Linked DNA regions of Mus musculus: all the other regions are linked to region 3. The links are chromatin contacts, called in public Hi-C maps. All regions are on one chromosome and are shown on one strand. The core of a region is the stretch at or near the end of the contact, and the rest is flanking DNA. Distances in the headings are between cores, read along the strand shown.

The links. A called contact is a pair of places that touch in the nucleus more often than the background predicts.
Region 1: a contact with region 3 is called in a Hi-C map of cerebral cortex, with 2.9 times the contacts expected there. The contact joins two enhancer-like sites. A contact is called at or near these places in 10 of 39 promoter capture datasets (the 3T3-L1 cell line, 3T3-L1-derived adipocytes, the C10 cell line and 6 more), 1 of 15 datasets of contacts at CTCF or cohesin (the NIH/3T3 cell line), 11 of 484 Hi-C or Micro-C datasets (B cells, Th2 cells, centrocytes and 6 more) and 1 of 115 datasets of contacts at active chromatin or transcription factors (embryonic fibroblasts).
Region 2: a contact with region 3 is called in a Hi-C map of cerebral cortex, with 3 times the contacts expected there. The contact joins two enhancer-like sites. A contact is called at or near these places in 4 of 484 Hi-C or Micro-C datasets (cerebral cortex, cortical neurons and ventral hippocampal neurons), 1 of 115 datasets of contacts at active chromatin or transcription factors (pancreatic cancer cells) and 1 of 9 other capture datasets (embryonic stem cells).

The regions. Positions count from the first base shown.
Region 1 is chr12:15,831,556-15,834,385 of GRCm38.p6, forward strand. It overlaps Gm5432 (a long non-coding RNA gene), which reads left to right. Exons shown (of 3, transcript XR_001780551.2): 2 at 1,090-1,482. Among named protein-coding and RNA genes, the nearest start is that of Gm5432, 16 kb to the left of the region's middle. Within about 2 kb of position 1,291, at least 46 of the 459 cell types and tissues checked have an H3K27ac peak or open chromatin away from gene starts, as enhancers often do. A contact at or near this core is called in cerebral cortex, cortical neurons and hippocampal excitatory neurons, where this site is marked.
Region 2 is chr12:15,757,791-15,760,683 of GRCm38.p6, forward strand. No RefSeq gene overlaps it. Among named protein-coding and RNA genes, the nearest start is that of Mir6387, 42 kb to the right of the region's middle. Within about 2 kb of position 1,306, at least 38 of the 459 cell types and tissues checked have an H3K27ac peak or open chromatin away from gene starts, as enhancers often do. A contact at or near this core is called in cerebral cortex, cortical neurons and ventral hippocampal neurons, where this site is marked.
Region 3 is chr12:16,134,246-16,137,362 of GRCm38.p6, forward strand. No RefSeq gene overlaps it. Among named protein-coding and RNA genes, the nearest start is that of Gm48606, 96 kb to the right of the region's middle. Within about 2 kb of position 1,741, at least 68 of the 459 cell types and tissues checked have an H3K27ac peak or open chromatin away from gene starts, as enhancers often do. A contact at or near this core is called in cerebral cortex, cortical neurons, hippocampal excitatory neurons and 1 more, where this site is marked.

The sequences.
Region 1 (2,830 bases), core at 41-2,540, 300 kb before region 3:
CTCCCTAATTATGTTTGATCATTCACACTTCATTTTGGGCATCTTCAGGGACTCTCCTGTAGAGCTGCTATTCTTTGTGAGATAGTCTACTCAGCATATGGCTCTACCAGAGTCACATCACACTTGATTGCAACAATCTCAGCATCTTTCAGTTGTCAACTTGTATGTTTACTGAATGGGATGATAACTATGTGTGTGTGTGTGTGTGTGTGTGTGTGTGTGTGTGTGTGTGTGTGTTTGTGTGTGTGTGTGAATGTACGTGTCCCAGACAGTCCCTACATCTTCTACAACAAGGATTTAGCCTGCAACATTATGTTTTAACAATTTTTTCATTATCTTTGTTGAATGACAAACTTGAGGCTCCAGGAGGAAAGTGGTCACCCAGTCCCCACAGGACACCTTCCCCCAACAGAGACTGGATAAGGCTTTTGTTTTCCTGGGATTATAAGGGATTCTCTCTAGTAGGAAGGAGAGAGCTTCAGGACTCCTCTCCTTGTGGCTACAAGTTCTTTGTTTTTCAGAATCAGGGAAATGCCCCAGGATTCCTTGCTCTGTTACCCTGGGAGACTATTGCTCAATCCTAGCAGCTGCTCTGGAGGAAAAGAAAAAGCAGACATTCTGAATGTATCATATGTACAGTGCAATGTTGAACTGAAGATTGCTAATGAGTATCGTATGTATAGTGCAGTGTTGAACTGAAGATTGCTAATGAGCAAGAACTCTTTTATTGTGCAGTCTACTTCCAGTGAGGTCTAGTTCTTAATTTTCAGTGGGCGTAGCAGGAAGTACTACTGTTTTTTTTTTTTTTTTTTTTTTTTTTTTTTTTTTTTAGTAAAACATATATATTACTAATACTGTTGCTATATAAAACAATATTTGGCCAAGATGGTTAAGATATGATTCATTCCTTGTTCACCAAGTTGCTAAATATTGTGTAGTGAGTGGAGTCACCATATGGCATAGCTGAGCTTCCTTGGGAGGCTGGGTACAATATTATGTTGGGTATAGAATTTGGAATTTCACATGTCTGTGGTGGAATGAATGTGAATGAAGACAACTGACTGCTAATTTCATTAAACCCTCCTGCAGGCTAAGATGCACACGGCAAATGGATATCTTGTCACCCTTGCATCCATCTCTGAGGTTGATTTCTCTCAGAAACTGATGGAGAGTGGGCAGTGCCACACATCTAGCCACAGATGCAATCTTTGAAGAGAAACGTGTGTGGGCAAGCACAGTGGCAGCTGGGAAAGTCTAAATGACTGAAGCCTGTGACTCAGATATCTTAAACTGCCTTAAAATTAATGAAGCTCTGTGGAATGACTCAGTTCATTCATGTCCTCAGCCCGCAGGCTCCAAAGCTTGCAGAAATGGCTGTGGTTCACAGCTCAGGAGAGCTGACTCCATAGAGGAAAGCGGGCCCACAATGGGAGAAGAGGCGCTTTCTGCGGTGCGTGTCTATCATCCTGGCTGGAGACACAGGTGAGCTGGTCCCCGGTCTTCTCAGGAGAGGCGTGCAGAACCCCGACCCCACCCCCAGGCTGACTTCTGATCCTTGTACATTTCAAAAGAGACCTTGAGTATTGAGGTTGTGTCAGTGTTCATATTCTGATTAGCCAGAATCTTACTAAGGACCAGCTTTCCTTCTGAGACTGACTCTCAGTCTGGAACCTAGGCTGGCCTGGATCTCATGTACAGGCAAGGCTGACTGCAAATTTGCAGCAAGCCACCATTCCCAGCTTCAGGTAAAGTTCAAGTATGAGATGCATGCCTCCTAGTCACAGAAAACGAGTAAGGGAAATTAAGATACTTGTAAGACTTGGTTTTCTTCTTGTTTAAGGCTCTTAGGCCCAGCCGGGCATGGTGGCACACGCCTTTAAATTCCAGCACTCGGGAAGCAAGGCCAGCCTGGTCTACAAAGTGAGTTCCAGGACATCCAGGGCTACACAGAGAAACCCTGTCTCGAAAAACCAAAAACAAAAAAAGGATCTTAGGCCCAGTTAGAGAACTGCTGCATCCTTAGGGCTATTTTACCATGCTGAGCATGGCTGTGGTTCATAGTCAACACGGCTGGGTAGGACTGTTGGCTGTTTCTTTCCCTTGGCAGCTTGCATGGCGTTGTCTGGTACCATGAAAACTAGTTTCTAGGGAAAGGCATTTGGCTTAGTTCCAGCTCAGGTAACCCTGGGTCCTACATCTGAAGTGCATGATACCTTCAGCAATAGGGACTTACCTTACACCTCTGAGAGGCAACCAAGGCCAATAACAATAGGCTCTATGTTTTGGGAGTCTCTTAGACGTTCTCACCAACAATGCAAAGGAGGGCTTCACATGCCTGATGTTGAGGTAAAAACGTCATTACATGATCTTTGGGTCTCAGAGGGGTCGTTGTCAATCCAGATAAGGAAATTCCATTTAAATTGTATATGCATATCTATGCACAGAATTCTCAAAATAAATAAATAAATAAAGGAAGTAATAAAAAATAAGACAAACAAAAAAGACACCTGAAGGTCAATAAAAGCAGCAGGCCTTAACCTCACAGTCTAAATGTCAAAAAGAAAACAGGGTCACTGAAGCCCACTGAGGACCAAAATATGAGAGAAATACCCCATGATGAGCCAAAGTCTCAGAGGGAATGAGATAAGTTCAAAAGAAGGCAACAGAAAGAAATCACCAGAATATTATCTTACCTCATGGTGTCTGTCACTCCTTGCTTGAGCCCAGTGGCATGGTCTCCACAGAGGGAGTGAGTCCAGGTCAGCCACCCAGAGGGGTTAGCCTCACATGAAATCAAGGAGAGGAGAAAACAGAAATGTGGAAGAAGACT
Region 2 (2,893 bases), core at 56-2,555, 380 kb before region 3:
TAATGCCACAACCCCTTAATACAGTTCCTCATGTTGTGGTGACCCCCAACAATATAATTATTTTTGGCTTCTACTTCAGAACTGTAATTTTGTTACTGTTATGAATCGTAATGTAAGTGTCTAATAAAGGGGTTGTGACCCACAGGTTGAGAACCACTGCTCTAGAGGAAGGAAATTTGCACATCTGAGCTAACATCAAAGCTAAGTAAGTCAATAGAAAATAGAGCCTGGAGGAAGAATTTTGCTGCCCTCAGCTAGAGAGTCAATGCCACAGCACCTCCCTGGCTGCTGGTTGTTTCTACTTCTTTCTGACTGTTTGGCATATAAGATTTGTATATGTGTATATACACAGGTGTACAGAGGCCAGGAGACAACTTTGGCTGTCCTCAGGCACCACCCACTTTGTCAATGAGACAGGCTTTCTCAATGGCCTAGATTTTGCCAAGAAGGCTAGGTTGGCCACAGGGATCAACACATGACTCTGTCTCCCAGCAGCAGGATAATAGGAGCATGCCACCATGGTAGGCTTCTTTTATATGGTGCCTTGGAATCTATTTCAGGTCCTCAAACTTGCCTTTCTATCTGAACTCTTTCTCTAGCCTATACTTTTTATTAAATTTTTAAAAAATGATGATGGTCAAGTAATATATATGCTTTGGTTGACATTGAACCAGCATTTGCTGAGACTCTCCTGGTATCAGGGAAAAGAGCCTGAGCAACAAGCACAGGACAAGCCTTTCATTCTCATTATGCTTCAACAAGATTGGACCATCATCCCTTGTATGTAAAAACATGAAGGTTCCGAAAAATTAAATTCTTTGCTGGAAGTGAAGACGTCCCATAGGGTTTGCATTAAGTTAGTGTGATGCTAAAATGCATTCATTAGAGGAGAGGTTCATCCATTGATGATGATTCTGAAAGAGCTTTGCTATCTATTGTCACACTCATTATGATCTCTCTCACACATCTCCTGGCATAGTTTGATCTCTGTGTTTTTGGGTTTTTTGTTTGTTTGTTTGTTTGTTTGTTTGTTTGTTTACGAGATCCATGCTTAGATAACCCAATGTCCAGAGTGTTCCCATGTTGACTCTATGTTGCCAAGAAGTGGGGATGCACGGGTAATCCCTTAGGAAGCACAGCAGGACAGCAATCCATCAGTCAGGCAGTAGGCTTCAGAGCCCGTTTCTTCTGCTGCACCACTGGCAAGGGAACAAGTGTTAATTATTCCACTTCCAGTGTTCTACAGAGACAGCAGTGACTGTGCAGAAAGGCAGGGCATGTGATCAGCTCCAGGCACAGAAGCTTCTCCTCACAGGAAGTCATCACACTGTATCACTATGAGGATGGGAGCCCATGCCAGGCATGGCAGGGTGGCAGCTGCCTAGAAATGCATCCAAGTGCCACAGTGTTATGTCTCTCTGGTTTCTTGCTTCTCTTTTGTCCCATGTCTTGGTCTCTTCTTTGCTTTTTTCTCTGTCTTCTTAGCGTCTTTTATATTCAGCTTTCCTATGCTGTTCATTAGAAACTACTGATTCTCTCCTTCCTCCCTCCTTCCCTCCCTTCCTTCCTTTCTTTCTTCCTTTATTGTTTCTTTCCTTCTTTAATTCTCTCTCCAACCAACTTAAGCATACTGAGTGGCCGTGTGTTTTTCTACAGGGGACCAGCAGAAATAAGCAGAACACTCTTGTACAAGACAATCATTGCAAAGACTTTGTACATGCCTCATTTTGTAGAGAAGCAGAAAGTGGGAGGATGTGTGTCAGTTAGTGGTAGATCCAGAACTAGCACTCTCTCCCTTGACAGTCATTACTAAGTTACTTCACCAAACTCCACTAAATAATGTAATTCTCCTCCATGATGCAAACTGGTCCTGCTGGAAGACTTAACTGAAAACTGCACACACAACACAGCCATCCATTCTACCTCTTCACATATTCTCTTCTTCCCATTTGTTCTCTTCCACTCACACACTTAGTCCAATCATCAGTGCTAATGGCTCAAGGTGACCATTGACCAATGATGGTCTTCTTAATCCACATTCGTGTCCTAAGAAAACAGGGGTCTAATGGTGGAATGAGAACCTGTGAAGTTTTTTAACTCAGAGCCAGCAGAGAAACTCTCATACAGAGTTCACATCATAAAACTATGCATTGGACCCCACTATTGTTAACTCAGATTAAAGAGTGAGAATGCATTGGTCTATAGTGAGTCTCTCTACCTGTATTAACTTCTTTTCTCTTTCTTGAGATTAAGCACCTGAGAGAAACAGTGAAATGGGGAAAGTTTCCTTTTGGTTCATAACTAAAGAGGCTATGTCTACTCATGATGGAACACAGACCTGGGACTCCTCTTGATGGGACTGATTCCTAATGGATTCAGAAGCAAGACCATGGAATGCCAGCACTCACCACTTTATCCCTCTCTTCTACTTATTCAGTCAAAGGTCCACACACATGATGCTGCCCATACATTTAAGGAAGGGAGGGTCTGCCCTCATCAGTTGACTATTTCTGGACATATATCTTCATGGACACACCCAAAGGTATATATTTTAGTGTCCTTGATATTTCTAAATCTAATCAATTGACAGTTAAAATTGGCTTTCATAACAGGCCTGGGTGGAAATTTAGAATGTCAAGGAATGTTTTTTTAGACCCAGAGAGACAAACAATTTGCCGAGTCACAGCCTGTTCCACGAGAAGTCTGAACTAACTACATTGCCTCTCTGTCTAGTCCAGAGCACTGTCCCTGGGAGAGACCCATCCCCTCTAGGAAGGCAGGAAATGATGGATGCTTCCACTCCTTTCTCCCCTCTGTATTTGTTCCTGGCTTTCCTTCCGATGAGCTTACAGGAAAGCTAAATTGTGCTGATTTTTCTGGGGTCCTCCAGATT
Region 3 (3,117 bases), core at 491-2,990:
TAGTCCATGGAAAAAGGAAAGGCACTCTCATGGTCCAGGGAGAACTAGGAACCAGCCTGTGGCCTGTGTTTACTTTGACATGCTTAAGAAAAATTTGTTATTATTGATTCAAGAAGACAGTTTCCTGTATACTCAGAGTAGGGTGTTCTTGGGTTTCTCTGGGACCCCAGGATAGTAATCACAGTATTCAAAAAGAGGTTGAGAAGGAATATGAAAACATCATCCAACTGATCACAGTATATAGAATCTCAAAGCCCTACTAGAGTTCTCCCAGGGTGGATACGTGGGGGAGCCTAGGGCTTCCTCGTGTCTCACACATGCTCTCTGTCTGAACTGTTAAGGAGAGGGCAGCTCAGCACCCCTACTGCTGAGAACAGTCAGAAGCAGCTGTCCATCCCTCTCAGAAATCTCTAGCAAGCTTCCTGACTCTCAGTCCTGGAGAGGTGACCCTGCCACAGAAGCAACACAGGCAAGGTACCAAAGAGGAAGTGGGTGCCGTTATGTACCTGTTTCTCTCTCTCTCTCTCTCTCTCTCTCTCTCTCTCTCTCTCTCTCTCTCTCTCTCTCTCTCCCTCTCCCTCTCCCTCTCCCTCTCCCTCCCCCCTCTCTCTCTCCCTCTCCCTCTCACCCCCCCTCTCTCACTCTCCCTCTCCCCCCCTCTCTCTCCGTATGTATGTGTATGTATGTATGTATGTATGTATGTATGTATGTATGTATGTTTGTATGTGTGTCTGTGTTATCCTGGGTCCACCTCATCCCTAGCTGTTACCATGGAAAGCTACTTTAGCTCTCAAAGTAGACTTTCATATATATTTGAATACTGAAAGAAACTGTTCATTTCTCATTCATTTAGATAACTGGTCTTTGAAAAGTTACCATTCAACCAAAAAAAAAAAAAAATGCTGGAGTGGTGGCACACGCCTTTAATCCCAGCACTTGGGAGGCAGAGGCAGGCTGACTTCTGAGTTCAAGGCCAGCCTGGTCTACAGAGTGAGTTCCAGGACAGCCAGGGCTATACAGAGAAACCCTGTCTCAAAAACAAAACAAAAACAAAACAAAAGAAAACAAAAAGTTACCATTCATGGAGATTTTTTAATTTCCCAAGGTCTTATACTGGAGCAGGTCCTGTGAGTGTGGGCATGCATGAAACAGAGAGAGAACAGACAGAGGTGGGGGGGAGGGGGAGGGAGAGAGAGAGAGAGAGAGAGAGAGAAGTGGTCATTTCTGGTATGGAATCAAGGTTCTTCTAAGCTCCATGGTCCTGTGTACATCTGTAGATGAGGCACTGCAGTGAACAGAGATGAGCATAGTTTATTGCAAATACCTAAAGATATCGTGAGAAGAAAAAGAAGGCCTCTGCCCCAATTCTCCATCCAAATTCTGCTCATGTTTTGTGGCAAATGCTGAAAGACTCCTGGTGGGGGAGAGTTTTCCCTAAGCGTCTCTCTAGCCTGGATTCTGTTCTTGAACGTTCACCCTGCAGTCAGGCAGGAGTGAGTGGGCCTGGATCACAGTGTTCAGTACCTCACAGGTCCAATCTGTGCTTAGTCTAGACAGACAGCTGGAGACTGGCAGCAGGGGATATCAGACACTCCAGGGTGGAGGGTGGGGGGCGTGCTGTGACAAAAATGTTCTCTTCTTGTCTTGCTGACTGCTGCCTCCGGAAGATTGTCTGGAGTAGCTGAGGGCTGAGACTCCTTTAAGATTCTGGGATCAAAGTTAATAATCTAAGAGATCTTTGTGGCTACTGGTGGTTTCTTTGTCCTGCCCCCAGTGTTCAGAATAGCAAAAAGTCAGACCTCTGGGGTGACACCTGTCATGCAAGCTTCCAGGGTGGGGCTCTGACCTTTTCAACTTCTCCTTTTTAATTCACAAATTCACTTGTGTGCCTGGTACTGGGAACCTCTGGAATTCAGTTCCTTTAGGATTTTGGCCTGCAGTGTTGTCTCAGCAGGTGCCAGTCAAATCCTTTAGAACCTGGCCCCTTCTTGCCTGCATTCTTATCTTTTCATCTGTCCTACACTTCATGCTTTGCCTTGTGGCAGCACCCCATGCTGTGTACCTTCCTTAATGGCATCCCTCCCCTCCACCCCACACCCTCTCCCACCCCTGTCATCAAGCGAACAGAATCCTCCAGCCCTACCCCACCCCCACCCTTAAGGCCATGCATATCTCTACATGGCCGTGACAAGGCCATGCATATCTCTACGTTGCTGTGACCCCAGGAGAGCACACCACAGCAGTGCTGTGATGCTTAAGCTTCGCCCCTTTCAGTTCCCTGTCGGCTTGCAGCCAGGACCTGAGCAGCTGTCTTTATCTTTTCAGACAGATCTGAAGCACAGTGTATACATTTAAAAGAAAACAAAACCTGACCATGTAGGCTCCTGTGGTTGGTTCTGAACCTCTGCCCTCACCACTGACTCTCAAGGGAAAAGCCAAGTTGGTCTGCCTACAACACCAGCCTAATTGTGTCACTGCATGCTTAGATCATTTTAGGAGCATCTCATGCTCCTTAGGTTAGAGTTCCAAATCCACCATCATGCCTGAAAAATCCTACTAGGCTTGACCTTCCCCCAATGCTCAGAACACCCTTAGCCCATATTCTTCTCTCCAGACACAAAACAAGCCACTTCAAGGTTAATAGCTTAATTAATATTGCTGATTGCATGATTAATACTTTGTGCCATTGATCTCTAGACTTATGAATATTCCATGGTCAGGTATGGGTCAAGAAACAGCTTTGATGACCTTGGTGGTCTCAAATGCCAGAGACTGGTTTGCTAGGATTCTGGCAAGGATGTCCTTAGAGAGATAATGGGGTCCTCCCTGATATTGTCAAGTATTCTGTAGTGGGATGTTCTGTTTTTCTTTTTAGATTATCAGCAATTTTGAAGAAAGGACACAGAAGAATGCTATGCATTTTGGTTTTTAATTACTATTGGCAACATCTCCCTTCATTCTACTGCCCAGAGATTCTGTTACTGTGATAAAGCATCTACAAAAATATCAAAGAATGGAAAGGGTTTTTTAGACTACAAGTCCAGGTTATATTCCATCATCAAGGAAAGATGAAGCAGGAATTCAAAGTAGCTAGTCACCAATTAAGGGCAGAGAAAA